2 separate regions of the Mus musculus genome follow, and region 1 is linked to region 2. Evidence: chromatin contacts called from public HiChIP or PLAC-seq data. All regions are on one chromosome and are shown on one strand. Each heading gives the region's core, a stretch centred on a gene start, on an enhancer-like site or on the middle of the called end of the contact. The rest is flanking DNA. Distances are from core to core; before and after follow the strand shown.

Region 1 (2,700 bases), core at 43-2,542, 270 kb after region 2:
AAAGTAAAATGGGGGATGGGAGTGGGGTGGGTCGGGGCACAGGTGGAGTCCTCAATGGCCAGACTCCATGACTTAACTACTTCCATTTGCTCATTGAGAAGGCCAGAAGGAATCCACGTGCATCAGGGAGATGAGAGGATTAAGCCAGTTAAGTAGCTAATCCCTTTCCCATATTACACATCTATAGTATGCACTAAGTTTAAAAACCCACCACTTCCAGACGGAAGTTGTATTGTGAGATACCTTAGATTAGAGCAATGGCAGCTTCCCAGAGTGGTGTATGAACACAGCCTACAGAAGTCAGTTGATTAGCACACTGGGTGGGACTGGTCCTCCATGACTAGGGAGCATTTTGAGGAGGTACATGCTCTGGGCTGGGGTGTAGTCCAGTTGCTTGAATGATGATTAAGGAGTTCATTGGCTATGTGGTAGTGGCACACACCTATAATCCCAGCACTCCTGAGTTCAAGGCCTGGGAAGTGGGTGGAGATGTCTGTGTCTTGTTTGTTTCGAGATAGGGTCTCACTGTGTAGCTCTGGCTGTCCTGGAACTCACTCTGTAGACCAGCCTGGACTCCCAACTCACAAAGAGCCACCGGCCTCTCCTTCCAGAGTGCTTGAATTAAAGGTACGTGCCACCACGGTCTGGCATATAAGTGTTTTGTTTATATATGTGTGTGTGTGTGTGTGCACCATGAATGGTACCTGTGAAGTTCAGAAGAGGTTGCTGGATTCTGTAGAACTGGAGTTAGAAATTGGTCGTGGCGACCATGTGGGTGCTGGGAACCAGACACTGACCCTCTGCAGGATTTAGTGGTCTTCTGACGGGACAGTCCCTCCAGCATCACTATCTGTTTAACTTCTCTAAGAAGTTGTGCTTTCCTGGGAAGCACGTCCGTCCTGGTCCTCGGGCACGGTACTGTTCTACTGAGGAGTCCCTCTACAAAGGCCGGCCAGGTGCTCTTAAAGGTGGTTTGGGGAGTCTCCATGTTCTGGCTAACAATTCCAAGCCACAGGAGGCAGAGAGAGGTATTTAAGGTGCCAAGCTGACTCCATTGTGAAATATATTTCCTCTTAAAAGGTCCACATCCAATTGGGCCTGGTAACATAAAGTCTACATAATCCTAGCTACTTGGGAGATGCGGTGAGGGAGGCTGAAAATTCAAGGCTAGCCTGGGCAATTCCGATCTTACCTTGCCATTTACAAAAGTGAAAGAAAGGGCAGGGGAATACATACAGCTCAATGCCAGTGCTTGCCTAGAAACCACAGCCCCACCCCCACCCCTGCTCAGTCCCCTCCCCAAGTTCACACAAACAGGAAGCCATTCGAACACAACTTGGTGGGAGTGTCTTTATGCAACGTTTAGTAAGATGACAAAATTATACAGTAGAGATGGACTGTAATTAAGCTTCTCTAAATGGCCTGAACTTGGTGTCACTGCTTGCATCTCTGGGATGGTCACAAGGCCTCCAACGACTTAATGGCTGATCCTTTATCTCAAGCCAGACAGTCTTAGCTGGAATTCCTTTGTGGACGCCACTGCTGAGCGGAGTGACTGAAGAGAGGGAGCGCCACCTTCAAGGGATCCTTAGGCTCCTTTGGAATCAGCCTTGCTGTTCTGTGAGGTCTCCTGGGACTTGGCCTGGAGGATCTGGATATAAAACAACACTTTAGGCTTTGGTCACAAACAGTTTAAATTCTGCAAGCATCTACTTTGAGCTTCTTAATCAAACTAATGGCCACAAGCCAGGCTCAGTGTGTGTGTGTGTGTGTGCACGTGTGTGTGTGCACGTGTGTGTGTGTGCATGTGTGTGTGTGCGTGCATGTGTGTTGAGCCTGTAATCCCTGTCGAGGCTGGTGAGGAAGTAGAACTGGCCTGAGTTCCAGGAAAGCTTGAACTACATTCAGAGTGAACGTGCTCCACCTTCCCCAAAGGAAAGCAACGAGACAGGGGCCACAGACTCAGACCTGTACGACTGCTTTGGTAATAAAGATGGAGATACAAACAAGCATGGAATCCCTTTCTGAGTGCCAGCCCAGCCACAGGATCACAGATGAGCCTACGGTGGACCTGTCACACACAGTTCATCTGTCCCCAGCCACCCACCCCCCCCCCCCAGTGACCTTCCTACTGTTTGCTTGTGCTTTCTCACCTCCCCCAAATTACTTGGCCCAAATGGGAGAAGTGGGCACAGAAATGTCCTATTTACGTGTCTTTTTCTGAAACTTTAATTGCTTTCCTGCTTGTATTTCCTGACATCAGAAGCCCATGTAAACTAGATAACATGTGGGAACTATTTGCATTTAACACATAAAACTAAGGATCTGCCTATAGTGTAATTAGCTCTAGACTTCCATGCTTGGGTTGCTCCAGCAGGGTGCGGACTTTCCCCCTCTACTTCGGGACAGTTGAGGGGAAGAGGTAGCGGCCATAAGATCGCTCGAGTCCAGCCTGCATTCCTGTCTGGATAGCAGCAAGACTCTTGTAGTGTTCTGTGGTATGCATGATGCTGTGGCCCCAGTGCCCTTCCAGATACCTGGGGAGAGGTTCCTCTAGACTACTTACTGCTTCTTTGGAAATAGTTGCTGCTGGTGCTATGAGTGATGACGGTACTGGGGGCAGTTGTATAAATTCTTCATCCTTAAACATTAGAACTGAGAAATTAGTGATTTAAGCCAGTGCATACCAGGATCTACCAC
Region 2 (2,700 bases), core at 189-2,688:
ACCAGACACATTGCTAGGGTCCTGACCTCCATAGCGTTACAGCATCCCAGCCAAACCCAGCAGCCCACTGAACCAGGGCTGGGATTTGGTTAAGGAGGAGAGGAATTAGGGAAAAAAGGAACCTGGGCTCTGACTCAGAACCACAAGCGATCCAACAATAGGCTTTAGAACAGACCCTGGCTGAATGCCAACGGCCAGGACATACAGTCACTGGTCCAGGGAGAGCTGACCAGCCACATTCCATCAGACATAGAGGGTAATCAGGAAATACCGTATGGAAGCAAGCTTGCTCCTCTCTGTTATATGCCCAGGGGCCACCCCGATGAAGAAAGGGAGACATGGACATCTAAAAGACCAGCATTTCTCCAAAAGAGATAAAATTATCCAAAGAAATCTGTTCCGGAACATGAGATGGAAACGAGACTAGAAAACTAAGTTTGTCTTCCACGACACAGTGGCGTGGGGTCTCAGAGGACAAATCAGACTGTCTCTGAGAATCCTCCTATACTGAGGTGTCTGCTTTGGCAACTCCAGGCCATCACCTAACCTCCTTTTCAAGTACAAGACAGGGCTCATTTGAACCACAAGCCGGCAGATTTAAGTTACTATCTCTGTTTGTCACACTCAGGAGTCAACCCTGAGCTATATGATTCAAAGGCACCTGGGTAGCAAGCCCACCACAGGAGACAAAGCTTCCTATCCTAGCCCCAAGCTCCAGCTGGCTGCATCTCTCCAACTCCACAGGAGATGCTCTGACACACTCGAGCGGAGGGGGTTATGAGTCAGAAGCACACCTTCTGCTTCCTGTGCTCAGCAGCCCAGATCATTTCTTCCAGCCTTTATGCAGGAGAATCCCACGACTGGAATCCGGTCTCTGGCAAGGTCATACCTAGGGGTGGGGAGATTCCAGTCATTATGCCAAAAGTGCTTAGGAATTGATAGGACAGTGATCAAACAAAGTCTGTCTATCTGACTCTCTCCCTCTCTCCCTCTCTCCCTCTCTCCCTCTCTCCCTCTCTCCCTCTCTCCCTCTCTCCCTCTCTCCCTCTCTCCCTCGCTCCCTCTCCCTCTCCCTCTCCCTTTCCCTTTCCTTCTCCCTTTCTCAAGTATCACCTAAAACTGAATCCACTGGATCCTTTATTCGCTGTAGTTGTTATTCATCTACAGGGGAAAAAAAAAAAAAAACCAAACCCAAAAACAAAACTCCAAACATTAGCAAGAGAAAGAGGTTGGCAACGGCACCCGGCACCCGGCACCCGGCACCCGGCACCCGGCACCCGGCACCCGGCACCCGGCACCCGGCACCAGCAGAGTATTCCTTACCTGACTCTAACATTATCCCAGGCTTCTTTGCCTCTCCCCTATGTGCTGAGTGTGTAAACAGCACAAGCCATACAAGGAATGTTTGTTATGCTGTGGAAACACACACTCTCTCCCTCCGCCCCTTTTCACCCCAGGACCGGATATACACGTTCCAGAAGAGGAATATACATCCCCAGAGTCTGAAATCAAATCTGGAATTCATATCCTCTCTAAATGTACTTTATTAAAAGCAGAGATCAAGAAAAGGTTTTAGAATTATTATATTGGAGAGGTTGATTGTATAGAAAGAACTTGGAATTGAGGACAATTTTAGACATGGTTTGCAAGCTGCTCACTGTGGATTAGTGGGAAACAGGGCACTTTGGCATCTATCCTTTCTCAAAGACTTTAAAATTGGTCCCCAAACTGTATCACTAAACTGGTAAAGAAGACTGCGGTAGGGCTCACTCATCTGTAATTAACACAGCCAAGTGAATTGAACATTTGCGCGCACACATACACATAGTAGGTCAAAAAATCCCAGGAATTAAACTGTCGGTTTGAGGTTAATCTTGTAAAGTCAGTGTGCTAACAGGAATGATGGTGAGTGCAGACTCTACCTGCCATTGAAGAGTCGGTGCGGATGTGCATCTATCTGTGTGTTTGCCTGGGTGTGTGCTGAAAGCTGAGGCAGAGAACAGGAGCCTGTTGAAACTGTAGGCAGGAGGAGGCAGGCAAGGCCTCTACAATTACCCCAGAATGAGCTTGCAGCCTGTACTATTAGGGAGGTCCCTGGCTGAGGAAGCCGTGAGCTTTCTCTCCCCTTCCCAAAGGCCCAGATGATTTTGTATCAGTAACTGTTTCTGAATGCTCTTTTCCCTCGGTTTGGCATTGCGTCACTCTAAATACCATTGTAGCTCACGGTATCTCTCTGATGAAAACAGTCGATTCGCGGGGTCAGCTAACTCAACAGTGGGAGCAATGTGATTATGGGATTCACATTTTGGTAATAAAAGAAGAGCTGAACCCTTTAACCTCCCGAGGAAGGCAGAGACCGCCTGTGACCCAAAAGAAGCCTCTAGACACCGAGAGCTCCCAGAAGGATGGAGAGGGAGTCAATATTTCTGAGCTAATGTACAAGGGAGCTGCTGTGCTGTTTACTGCAAGGCTCGAAGGACAAGGCCTGGAATGCAAATCACAATCCTTGTGGGATTTTGCTGGCTGACAGCCACCATGGAGTCTAGGCTCGTCTTCTCTTTCCTTGGCGAGCAGAGCTTCTCCTGTTGCTGTATCTAAAAGGGTCCCTTTTCCAGACCACATGGAAGAAACTGTGAACCTTTAGGTAGCTGAGGCCCCCTGGACTTTTCACGTTGGCCATTTTCCTAAAACTTTTGGGTT

What was found. HiChIP or PLAC-seq counts read pairs in DNA pulled down with a chosen protein or histone mark.
Region 1: an H3K27ac HiChIP or PLAC-seq map of embryonic stem cells shows a contact between it and region 2, with 7 times the contacts expected there. The contact joins the enhancer-like site here to the promoter of 5430421F17Rik in region 2. A contact is called at or near these places in 1 of 39 promoter capture datasets (the C10 cell line), 3 of 484 Hi-C or Micro-C datasets (bone marrow-derived macrophages, embryonic fibroblasts and gonadal supporting cells), 4 of 115 datasets of contacts at active chromatin or transcription factors (all in embryonic stem cells) and 3 of 9 other capture datasets (adipose tissue, liver and pancreatic islet).

What each region holds. Positions count from the first base shown.
Region 1 is chr8:25,577,154-25,579,853 of GRCm38.p6, forward strand. Letm2 (leucine zipper-EF-hand containing transmembrane protein 2) reads right to left here. Exons shown (of 11, transcript NM_001364069.1): 10 at 2,567-2,641; 11 at 1,337-1,651. The coding sequence ends at 1,589. Among named protein-coding and RNA genes, the nearest start is that of D830025C05Rik, 18 kb to the right of the region's middle. Within about 2 kb of position 1,293, at least 49 of the 459 cell types and tissues checked have an H3K27ac peak or open chromatin away from gene starts, as enhancers often do. A contact at or near this core is called in embryonic stem cells, where this site is marked.
Region 2 is chr8:25,304,832-25,307,531 of GRCm38.p6, forward strand. It overlaps 5430421F17Rik (RIKEN cDNA 5430421F17 gene), which reads right to left and starts at 1,439. Exons shown (of 3, transcript NR_040352.1): 1 at 1,324-1,439; 2 at 795-889.